Linked DNA regions of Sus scrofa: regions 1 and 2 are each linked to region 3. The links are chromatin contacts, called in public HiChIP or PLAC-seq maps. All regions are on one chromosome and are shown on one strand. Each heading gives the region's core, a stretch centred on a gene start, on an enhancer-like site or on the middle of the called end of the contact. The rest is flanking DNA. Distances are from core to core; before and after follow the strand shown.

The links. HiChIP or PLAC-seq counts read pairs in DNA pulled down with a chosen protein or histone mark.
Region 1: an H3K27ac HiChIP or PLAC-seq map of alveolar macrophages shows a contact between it and region 3. The contact joins the promoter of HIVEP2 here to the promoter of PEX3 in region 3. A contact is called at or near these places in 1 of 5 promoter capture datasets (fetal liver), 2 of 47 Hi-C or Micro-C datasets (heart right ventricle and skeletal muscle) and 2 of 2 datasets of contacts at active chromatin or transcription factors (alveolar macrophages and skeletal muscle).
Region 2: an H3K27ac HiChIP or PLAC-seq map of alveolar macrophages shows a contact between it and region 3. The contact joins the promoter of AIG1 here to the promoter of PEX3 in region 3. A contact is called at or near these places in 1 of 5 promoter capture datasets (liver) and 1 of 2 datasets of contacts at active chromatin or transcription factors (alveolar macrophages).

The regions. Positions count from the first base shown.
Region 1 is chr1:22,239,168-22,242,438 of Sscrofa11.1, forward strand. HIVEP2 (transcription factor HIVEP2) reads left to right here and starts at 1,514. Exons shown (of 10, transcript XM_021072421.1): 1 at 1,514-1,892.
Region 2 is chr1:22,163,428-22,166,664 of Sscrofa11.1, forward strand. AIG1 (androgen-induced gene 1 protein) reads right to left here and starts at 1,651. Exons shown (of 5, transcript XM_021072473.1): 1 at 1,301-1,651. The coding sequence starts at 1,441.
Region 3 is chr1:21,800,099-21,803,343 of Sscrofa11.1, forward strand. PEX3 (peroxisomal biogenesis factor 3) reads right to left here and starts at 1,517. Exons shown (of 12, transcript NM_001244185.1): 1 at 1,205-1,517. The coding sequence starts at 1,277. ADAT2 (tRNA-specific adenosine deaminase 2) reads left to right here and starts at 1,467. Exons shown (of 6, transcript XM_001924236.5): 1 at 1,467-1,766. The coding sequence starts at 1,671.

The sequences.
Region 1 (3,271 bases), core at 264-2,763, 440 kb after region 3:
AAGGGAATATTTGATATGCCTTGACATTTGGTCCCTTTCCGCGAAATCTGAAACTTGAGACGCAAAACATTCCGCAGTTGTCGGTGAAATACCTGCCTTAAAAGCAGAACCACAGTTAATGTCTTTGGCCCGGAATTCCAGAGACTCATTTCCACCCCTCCCACGGAGTCACCTGCTCAGGGGGAACCCCGGCCAGAAATCCGGGTCGCGCCAGGTCAAATCTTGCGCGTCTCTTGTTTACTCCGCCCGGGGCAGGGCGGCGGCGCGGACGGGGGGCGGGGAGGGCCTATCGGGCCCGCGGCGCCGGGGCAGTCAGCTCTGCTCGGCTCTGCGCGGCCGCTGGGGCGCCCGGGAGGGGTGGCGCACGTTCCTTGCCCGGCCCGCAGACCACCCGGAGGAGGCGCTCTGAGAGTACGCCCGGCCCGGTGGCCATCCTTTCGCCGCGCTCCTGCCGCCGCGGCCGCCTGGGAACCTCCCCTAAGGGTGCACACAAGTCCACACAGGCAGGGTAACGGCTCGAGGGAGCCCCGGTGTCCCCCGGGTGTTGCCGGGCCGGGGAGGAAGCCCAGGGCCCCGGCCCCCACTCGCCTGGGATTCCCCCGTCCCCCGGCCCCGCTGTCCCCGCGCTGGGTGTGATTTCACTCGCGTCCCTTCGGAGGAAGGGAAGCTCGCAGACTGGAGGCGGCCGCTCGCCACAGGTCTCAGCACTGCCACCAGGAAACCGGCAGCTGCTCCTCTCGCAGCTGCTCAAACCGATTTGAATACCCCGGCGAGGGCGGGCCGCGATCCCCGAGCTGGGTGCGCCCAGGGCACCCTGGTGAGTGACCCCAGCGAAGGCAACTGGGGCATTTCGAGCGCGTGAAAAGTTCATGCTTCCGCAGGGGCCCGGAAAGTGCTAGTAAAACACTTTGCAAAGCTCCACAAACGCAGCCAGGACCTACAATATGATTTTATTTTATTTTTTGACCGATAGCATTAATGTTGCATAGAGGCGGGGCCACAGAGAGAAAAGGGATCGGAGGAACCCGGACAAAAATCATAAAGACAATTCTAATTAAAGACAATACGAATTATTCTATAATTCTCTTTGTCTTCTAGATGAGGAAAGATCTGGGAAATGGGAAGATAGGAGTGGGAGGGAGGAGGTTTCCGCATCCCTAAAGGAAATTCTCAGGCTCCTAGAGACGCCCAAGTTTTTTTGCATGACAAGTAGAGACTGGCTCTCTGGGGAGATCCCTGGATCCGAGCGAGCGGGAGCGCGGCTGCAGCGGGGCCGGGCCTTGACTTCCCGGTCGCTTCCCTCCCCCGTCGCGCCGCACAACCCTCTCCGCTCGCCGGCTCCAGACTGGTTTTTCTGGTTCGGCCTCCCTCCCTGGGACGCGCTGGGGGATCCGATGACGTCGCTGGCTGAGTCTCTCCCTCTTCCTCCCTCCCTCCGCCTCTCCCCCCGCCCGCCCTCGCCGCGCACTCCTCCTAGTAACTTCTGTTCGGGGAGGCGCTGCCAGGAATAACCCCGTGCGTCCACAGACCGGGAGGGGAGGCGGCCGCTGCGGCTCCCGCACGCAGACTGCTGCGGCCCGGGCCTCGCGGCTCCCTCCCGAGCCCGGCGGCCCCTGTCCCGGGACCATCTCCGTACAGTGTCAGAAAAATAAATAAAGGAAAGAGGAGCCTGGGCAGGCGGTCGGGATCGCTTCCCTCCCTCCGTGCCCGCCCTCCCTCCCTCTGTCCTTAAGGAAATGCTACCAGACACCCCCCACCAGACACGCTCAGCCTTGGCGAGGAGCGGCCGCCGCGGCAGCGAGAACAAGGGCACCAGGGGGGTTTCCTCCCCCTCCTCCTCTCCCTCCTCTTCCTCCTCCTTCTCCTCCTCCTTCTCAGCGGTGACTTTCCAGGTGAGCGGCCGCCGCTGCTGCTGCTGCTGCTGCGAGGATCCCCCTCGCCCGCTCGGGCTTGGGCCGCCGCGTCGCGCCCTCCTCCGGCTCCTGTCACCCGGCGGCGGCCGGGAGCTGACAGCCGCCCTAGGGGCTCGCGGCCCAGAGGCGGGCGGCCGGCGGGAGGCGGGCTGGAGGTGAGGGGGGTGGAGAGGAGGCAAGCGGGGCGCCACCGAGCGCTGTCTCTCCCCGCCGGAGGAGGGTCTCCGCAGAAACATCCTCGGTGACTGTGGCACAAGTCTCCGCCAAGTTGTGTCTTGGACGTTGAAGCTCCTGGGAGCCCGGAGCAACTTGGAGGGTCTCCCGGCTCGTTAATCATATTCCTACACGTCTCGACTTTGGGGTGCTGGGTGCAGCCTTGGGGTGCGCGGAGGGCGGACCAACCATTCGGGTGAGCAGAGCGGCGGGAATCTAGGTTCCTCGGCTCGGTAAGTGGCCTCGGCGCGGTGTTTTTCCTGCCTCCCTTAGCATTAGCAGCTCGTTTCACTTTACAGCGAAATCGCCGCTGCCGGACCCCATCGCCCTCCCGGCGCGCGCCCTCGGCCCCTGGTCTACGGCGCAAGGGTGAGGGTCGGAGGGGGCGGGGATGGGGGAGACCTCAGGTGGGGGGGTCCGGCGCGTTGGGAAATGCGGGGAATACCCTGGCCGAGGATCTATGCAGATGAGGGGTGGCTGCTTTGCGTAATGTCCTGGGGGGAGGGGGCGGCGCGGGAGCGCTGGAGGCAGGAATGTGCCTGGTTGCTAATGAGGGACGTGCACCGGCGCGCACCGCCCGGCCACCGCTGCGGCTGCCGCGGCCGCTGGCCGCCCGTCGTCAGGTAGCGGGGGAGGGGGCCGCGCGGCGCGGGTCGGGGGCGGGCGGGAGGCACGAGGGCCGGGCCGCCGGCCTAAGGCCGAGCGAGGGCAGTGAAGGCGCCGGCTGTTGGCATTTCGGCGACTCCTTTCTCCTCCCGAGCCGGGAAGGAAGGAAGGAGAGAAGGAAGGAAGCAAGGAAGGAGGGGACTGTCTCGATGGAAGGTTCAGGAGGAGGCGCCCTGGCTTTGCGGGTGCACCGGCCGCGGAGCGGCTCCCGGCGCGGCGGGCTGGCCGGGGGCGCTCGGAGACGGGTGGGGCGGTTTGCATGCGTGTTGGTCTGTGCGTCTGCCCGGGGACCGGGAAGGGACATGTGTGTTTGGGCTGTGCACTGTGGGGAGCTGGGTCTGCGCCTTTATGTCTGTTCCCTGAAGTGGGTGGAACGTTGGCCCGTTCCGGGAATGTTCCATGACGTGGTGCAGCCACAGGAAGGGGGTTAACTAGGGGCTCTCTGCCGCGGCGGCTCTGCCGGCCGCTATCAAAGCAGA
Region 2 (3,237 bases), core at 401-2,900, 360 kb after region 3:
GGGTCCAATCGGAGCTGTAGCCGATGGCCTACGCCAGAGCCACAGCAAGGCGGGATCCGAGCCACGTCTGCGACCTACACCACAGCTCACGGCAACGCCAGATCCTCGACCCACTGAGCAAGGCCAGGGATCGAACCCCCAACCTCATGGTTCCTAGTCGGATTCGTTAACCACTGCGCCACAACGGGAACTCCGAGACCAATTTAAAATGGTATATCTACACAAAGACCCTCTGATTGCATGCTTTGAGGGATCCTAAGCCTTTGGAAATATCTCAAAACAGGTATCAAGTTCTCTTCATCAAAATGGAGGGTCAACAATTAAGAGATTACAATCATGCTCAGGTGGCCAACCTCCTGTATAATCTTGGCTAGGCAGTACTGGCAATCCAGGAATAGGTTCTACATTTTGTCTAGTCCTTAGAACTCCTTGCTTCTGTTTTCTCTGTCCATGCTTGATCATCTTTTGGTGTGTGTTTGAGCCAGTCTTAGTCACCTTTCACCTTCAAGTTCCCTGGCTCCACCCATGTCCCTATTGGGTCTTATGCTCATGTTCTGATTCTCTGGCCCTTTTAGTGCCAGAAGTGGATTAAAAAAAAAAAAAAAAAAAAAACTAAACAACTGCAACTGCCAAGGTTGTCATGTTGTGCCAATAGAGGAGCTGCTTATGCAAACTACTGCGAACTTTTATATGGGAAGATATGGAAAAGTGTAGAGTCACAGTGCAAATGCATTTTGAAACTCTCTATGGTCTAATGTTTAGGGGGGGAGGTTGAAAGTAAATACTGACAATGGGCAAAAAACAGATGCAAAGAAGACAACTTTATTAGGCACTTGCTCTTCTTTATGAGCTTTCTCTTCTTTATGAGGAGGACTTTGGTCCTTTCAGAGGAAGCGCCAAAACAATACCCAGTTTCCTTCAGCTGCTGCAACTTGATCCCACGGTGGGTGCTCTGGAAAGCACGTTGGGGGCCAATGCGGGCCACTCATGATCAAGGTCGTCGGATCCATTTGCTAAGTTGAGAATCTTCCCCTATCACCTCTTAGAAGCAAGTGTGTTTCTCCCTCCAAATAGCCTACCACCTGGCTGCACCCCACCTCCACTCGTGCCCAGCTACCAGGTGAGGTTAGGTGCTTCAGAAGGTGTTGCTGCGGGGGCACCCAGGCCTTCAGACCCGGTCACTGGGCAAGAGACGAGGACGGGGGTGGATGCTGCAGGCGCGCGCAGGTGCTCGCACACCCACCAACACACACAGGCTCGGAGTGCAGGAGGAACAGGGGTAGGCGGGGGATGGCCTTACCAGATCAATGAACGTCAGGAATTTCCAGCTCCCTCCGTAGGTCTGATGCGAGGGCATTTCGATGGCCTTGTAGTTGCACAGAATAGAGCAGTAGGACAGCAGGATGGCCACCCGCAGCACCTGGCAGGGGACAAGCGCCATGTTCGCGCAAGGCCTGGGCGCGCCCGGCGGCGGGGAGGGCGGGCGGCCGGGCGTGAGGCGCAGGGGGCGGGCGGGGGCCGTGGGAAACCCTGCGGCGGGCGAGTGGGCGGGGCGGGGCGCTTCCCGCGGGACCGGCGTGGGCGTGAGCGATCGGGCCCGTCCACCTCGCGGGCGGGGCTGGGCGGCGTGTGCGGCCCCGGTGGCGACCGGGTGGGCGGCGTGGCGTCAGCTCTTTCGTCATCTCCGTCATTCTGCTCCAGCGTTTGCCCGGCGCAGAGACCCGGCCGGGGACGCCCGCTCGGCGTCCCTAGAGCAGGTGGGCGGCCTCCGAGGGCGACCCGAACCCCGGGAGCGCGCGCCGAATGCGCGGGTCGCCGCCTGTGGCATCAGCCGGGCTGAGCGGGCGCGGGGGACAGGAAGCCCGCGAGGAAGGAGGGACCCCGGGGACTCGCCGACTGAGTGGCACCGATGGGAGCGTTCACGAGGGGTCTGAACCCGCCGCGCCTTGGTAGCCCTCGAGTGACTTGTTTTATTTTGAGCCCAATTGGAATTTTGGTGTTCGACTACTGTTAATCTATAAAATTCCCTTACCAATTCCATTTGATAGACCGCCCTGCCCTTTTCCACCGGAGATTTACAAACATCCTATGAGTATATAACAACGCAGATTATGGACTTTGGTCATGAGGCTTATAAATAAAACCCTGTTTAGAAGGAGTGTCAAATCTGTTATTTAACAGTTTCTGCTAAGAGATTTCGTTCAGTTTGAGAGCAGATTGTCCTGAGTCTGGATGTAAAACCTGTGTGTGTAATTTAATACTAATCATTTGAGGTTTTAAACTGTTTTTGCCCTTTTACTTATTTTTTTCCTACACTACACTACCAGGGCTTAATAGGAAGAAAATAAATATAAACTGGATTCCCTCCACCTCCCAGTAAGTGTGGTCACATTGAAGTCGCTTCAGTCCGTGGGCAGCTTTTTTTTTTTTTTTTTAATCATGATCACATTTCAGCTAACCAGATGCAGGGTCACATTATGAAAAGACAACATAGGTATTTCCTGTGGATCCGTTTAAAACAGGTGTCCTCTGCAAATAGTATGTGAGTCAGAGAATGTGGCATGAGGGGGCAGGGAAAGCAGGGTGTTAGAGGTAAAGTAGCAACTCCTGAATGTCTTGCTGCATTTTTCCAACCAAAGTCTTAAAGAAACCCAGTAGGTATTTTCTAATTGGCCTTAGAATTATGCTAATAGAAATTAATGTCCCTCAAATCAAGATAATTCCAAGAAGATTCTACTAACGTAGAACTATTTATTATTGAAAATTTCTAGTTTTATCTTTATGTAAAAGTTGAGTGCATTTTTAAAAAATTGTGTATTCATGCTACATGTTCATAAAGTTGCAAAATTAAGTAGCAGATCTACTAAAGAGCTGTCTTTCTTACTGGGTCCTTAATAAAGTTTTGAGTTCATGTGATATCCTTAAAATTTTTATATCTTCCTATCTTACAATTTAGAAAATCATTAATGACTCCAATCATTTAAAAAATAATAATACTTGTATAAAGCCATTTAAAATTTATTCCGTAGTAAACTTCTTTTTAAGTAACTATGGAAATTGAACTAGTGTTTTGAACCTATTCTAATGGGTTTTCTTTTGTTATTTTGTGACTTGCTAACCAAAATAAGATAATGAGTTGTGTGGGCCTTTCAAAAAAAATGAAACATTTGTATAAACCTTGACTCAAAAGATTTTATAAGAATGTCAGTCCACAATTTTTGGAATGTCTTGAAAATT
Region 3 (3,245 bases), core at 267-2,766:
ACCCCAAGAAAGTTTTTAAAATTCCTAGGACTCTGGCTCCCTCTTTTTTTTTTTTTTTTTTTTTTTTGGTCTTTTTGCCATTTCTTGGGCCACTCCCGCGGCATATGGAGGTTCCCAGGCTAGGGGTCTAATCGGAGCTGTAGTCTCCGGCCTACGCCAGAGCCACAGCAATGCTGGATCCGAGTCGCGTCTGCAACCTACACCACAGCCCACGGCAACGCCGGATCCTTCACCCACTGAGCAAGGCCAGGGAGCAAACCCACAACCCCATGGTTCCCAGTCGGATTCGTTAACCACTGCGCCACGACAGGAACTCCATCCCTCATTTTTGAATGGGGGTAACAATAACTATCCTGTCATCATCCCACTGAATAGAAGGGCTTTGTATAGGGTCCATTGGACATCCCCAAACTTTTATTCTTCCTTCAAATCCTTACATATTATGACTGTCTTATGAGGAAAAGGGCTGCCAAGATTGTCTGTTTCTACATCTCCTCTCAGCTTGTGAAACTCAATTATATCAGCTAGGTGGGAGCTAATCCCAGTCTGGAAGATCCTGAGGAACACTGCGCAATATCCTGCAAGCACTTTCTTATTGCATAATTTACTGCACACTTTGTATTCTAAAATAGCAGAAACGGCCAAGATATCGATTTGCGTTTCTTTGTTTAGTATATACCTTCCAGTCCTTCAGGACAATTGTGCTGTTTTTGAAAGTTCTAATTAACTTTAAACAACACTCGGACTGCAGGCTTTAGTTAACTCCCCTGGAATATTATGAAACTTCTGCAATGGGCCAATGCCAAACAAAGTATTAGGAGTGCCAAAGAGAAGTGAAAAATCTCACAGGAAAACAAAAGAAGAGAATTCAAAACAAAACATGTATCTACAAGAGAAAGGTGCCTTGAAGAGGAAAGAAAAAAAAGAAAGAAAAGAAAGAAAAAGAATGTGGTGGGTTCTTCCAAGGTCAGTGGTCAGTGTGCAAAAGGGGAGAAACATAGTAATGGGCAGTGTCAGGGCAAAGGGCACAAATTTCACAACCGCAAAGATGTCCAGAACCTTGGGGGTCTGTCAATCACTCCGTTCCCCATCCATGCTTGAACGAATCCTGCACCATGGTTCCCTCCCCTCTATTTTAGAAGACAGACACCTCTCTCCCAAACCCCTTCTCCCAATGCCCCTTTCCAAGAATGCTGTCACCCACCTCCGAGGACCGTCCCCAGGAAGATGCATTTCTTTTTGTGACGTTTCAGAAAATTCCACGTAGATCTCAGCATCTTCAGGCCCCGGGGCTGCGGGCTGCCTGGAAGGTAGGGGGGATGGCTCCCCAAGAAACCGTTTCTTCGTCACCTGGCCCGGAAGACCCGGCTGGACCGCCGTCGTCCCGCTCAGCGTTCTCCAGAAATCACAAACGCGACTTTCCGCAGGGGCTGTCACCGGAGCGGGAAGGGGGCGTGGACTAGAGCTGAGCAGCTGCGCTTTCCGATGCAGCCGGCGCGCCGCCGCCGCCGCTCACTGGTCCGGGGCGCCAAGGTCCGTCCAGAATTCGCTCCCGAGTGTCCCATCGTTCGACTCCCCCGGAAACGGCAGCCCGCACCCGCCGCGTTCCGTTACCAGCGTTCCTCCACTGCGGCGGCCTCTGGCGCTGCGCGCAGCGGCCCGCGTGCAGAATGGAGGCCAAGGGGGAGTCCACGCCGGCCGCCGACGGCGAATGCTCGGTGTCCGCGGAGGAGACCGAAAAGTGGATGGAGCAGGCGATGCAAATGGTGAGGGGAGTGGAGTGGCGGATGTATAGGATGGGAACTTTTCTCCCGCTTATCCAACTGGAGCATTTGTGTCAGGATACGGAAGGTCCCAAGGGTGCTTCCTAGCTAGTCGCTGTAGTCTCGATGGCACTCACATTCTCTGGGTAACAGCTGGCTGTGTTGTTATGAAATTTTCTTTAGCCCATTTTCACAGTGGATCTGAGGAAAGGAAGAGAGGAATACAGAAATTATTTCTTTTTTCACCCGCTGGAATTATGCTTCAGACTTAATCCCTGATCTTCGGGGGCTGCTGCACGTGCGTGCTGCGTCCCCTTCTTTCCTGTGGACACACTCGCAAATCCGCGAAATCACATTATTTTGTGTTTATGACCCCTTGAACCTATCTACTAGAAGGTAGAAAGCTGAGGATGTTTCTGGTAGAGAGCACGATGAAAACAAGCCCCTGTACAGAGCCTCCCATTTATTCATTCATCCATCCATCCATCCATCCTCCCGACCTCTGTTCTTTTTTACTTCTTTCCTTCGCTCCCCTTAGGGCTCCTGGTTAAGGGAGGGCTCCAATCAGATCTGTGTGTAATTCAAGCTTTACCCAGCGAACTCTTTAGTAGGGATAAAAGTGTGTTTGACATATATCTATAAGTACATAGATCGTGCCCACACATATACACGCATATATATTCTTTGACACTTGTTTCTCATAGTTTTTTGAAAGTGACTCACAGTAAAAAAAAAAAATCTGTTTTGTATCACAACCCAGTAAACACACACATAGCCATAATTGAAGCAAAAGTTTCACAGACCAGAGCTTAGCAGTCCCATGTACAATTTTTCTGGTATTTCTTTTTTGTTTCATTTTGAAAAAAATGTTGGCCACGACCTACTGATTTGATTTCATGACCCGTTCTTTAAACCTACATCCACATTTATTTCCTCCATTAAACTAACAGGATACATATCTTTCTATCTGCTACTGTAATGAATGATCACATATGCCTTTAAAAAATCGACTTGTAATTGTATGAATTTATACGGCCTGAACTTCTTTTATGTTACCAAATTCTCCAAGTTGGAGACAAAGAGTTTTCATGTGGTATCAAAATGTCACTTTCCTTCATTTCAATAATGTCGTATGCTAAGTAGTTTTCTTTCTTTCTCTCTCTTTTTTTTTTTTTGTCTTTTTGTTGTTGTTGTTGTTGCTATTTCTTGGGCCGCTCCCGGGGCATATGGAGGTTCCCAGGCTAGGGGTTGAATCGGAGCTGTAGCCACCGGCCTACGCCAGAGCCACAGCAACGCAGGATCCGAGCCGCGTCTGCAACCTACACCACAGCTCACGGCAACGCCAGATCGTTAACCCACTGAGCAAGGGCAGGGACCGAACCCGCAACCTCATGGTTCCTAGTCGGATTCGTTAACCACTGCGCCACGACGGGAACTCTTTTTTTTTTTTTGACTTTTAGGGCCGCACTTGGGGCATATGAA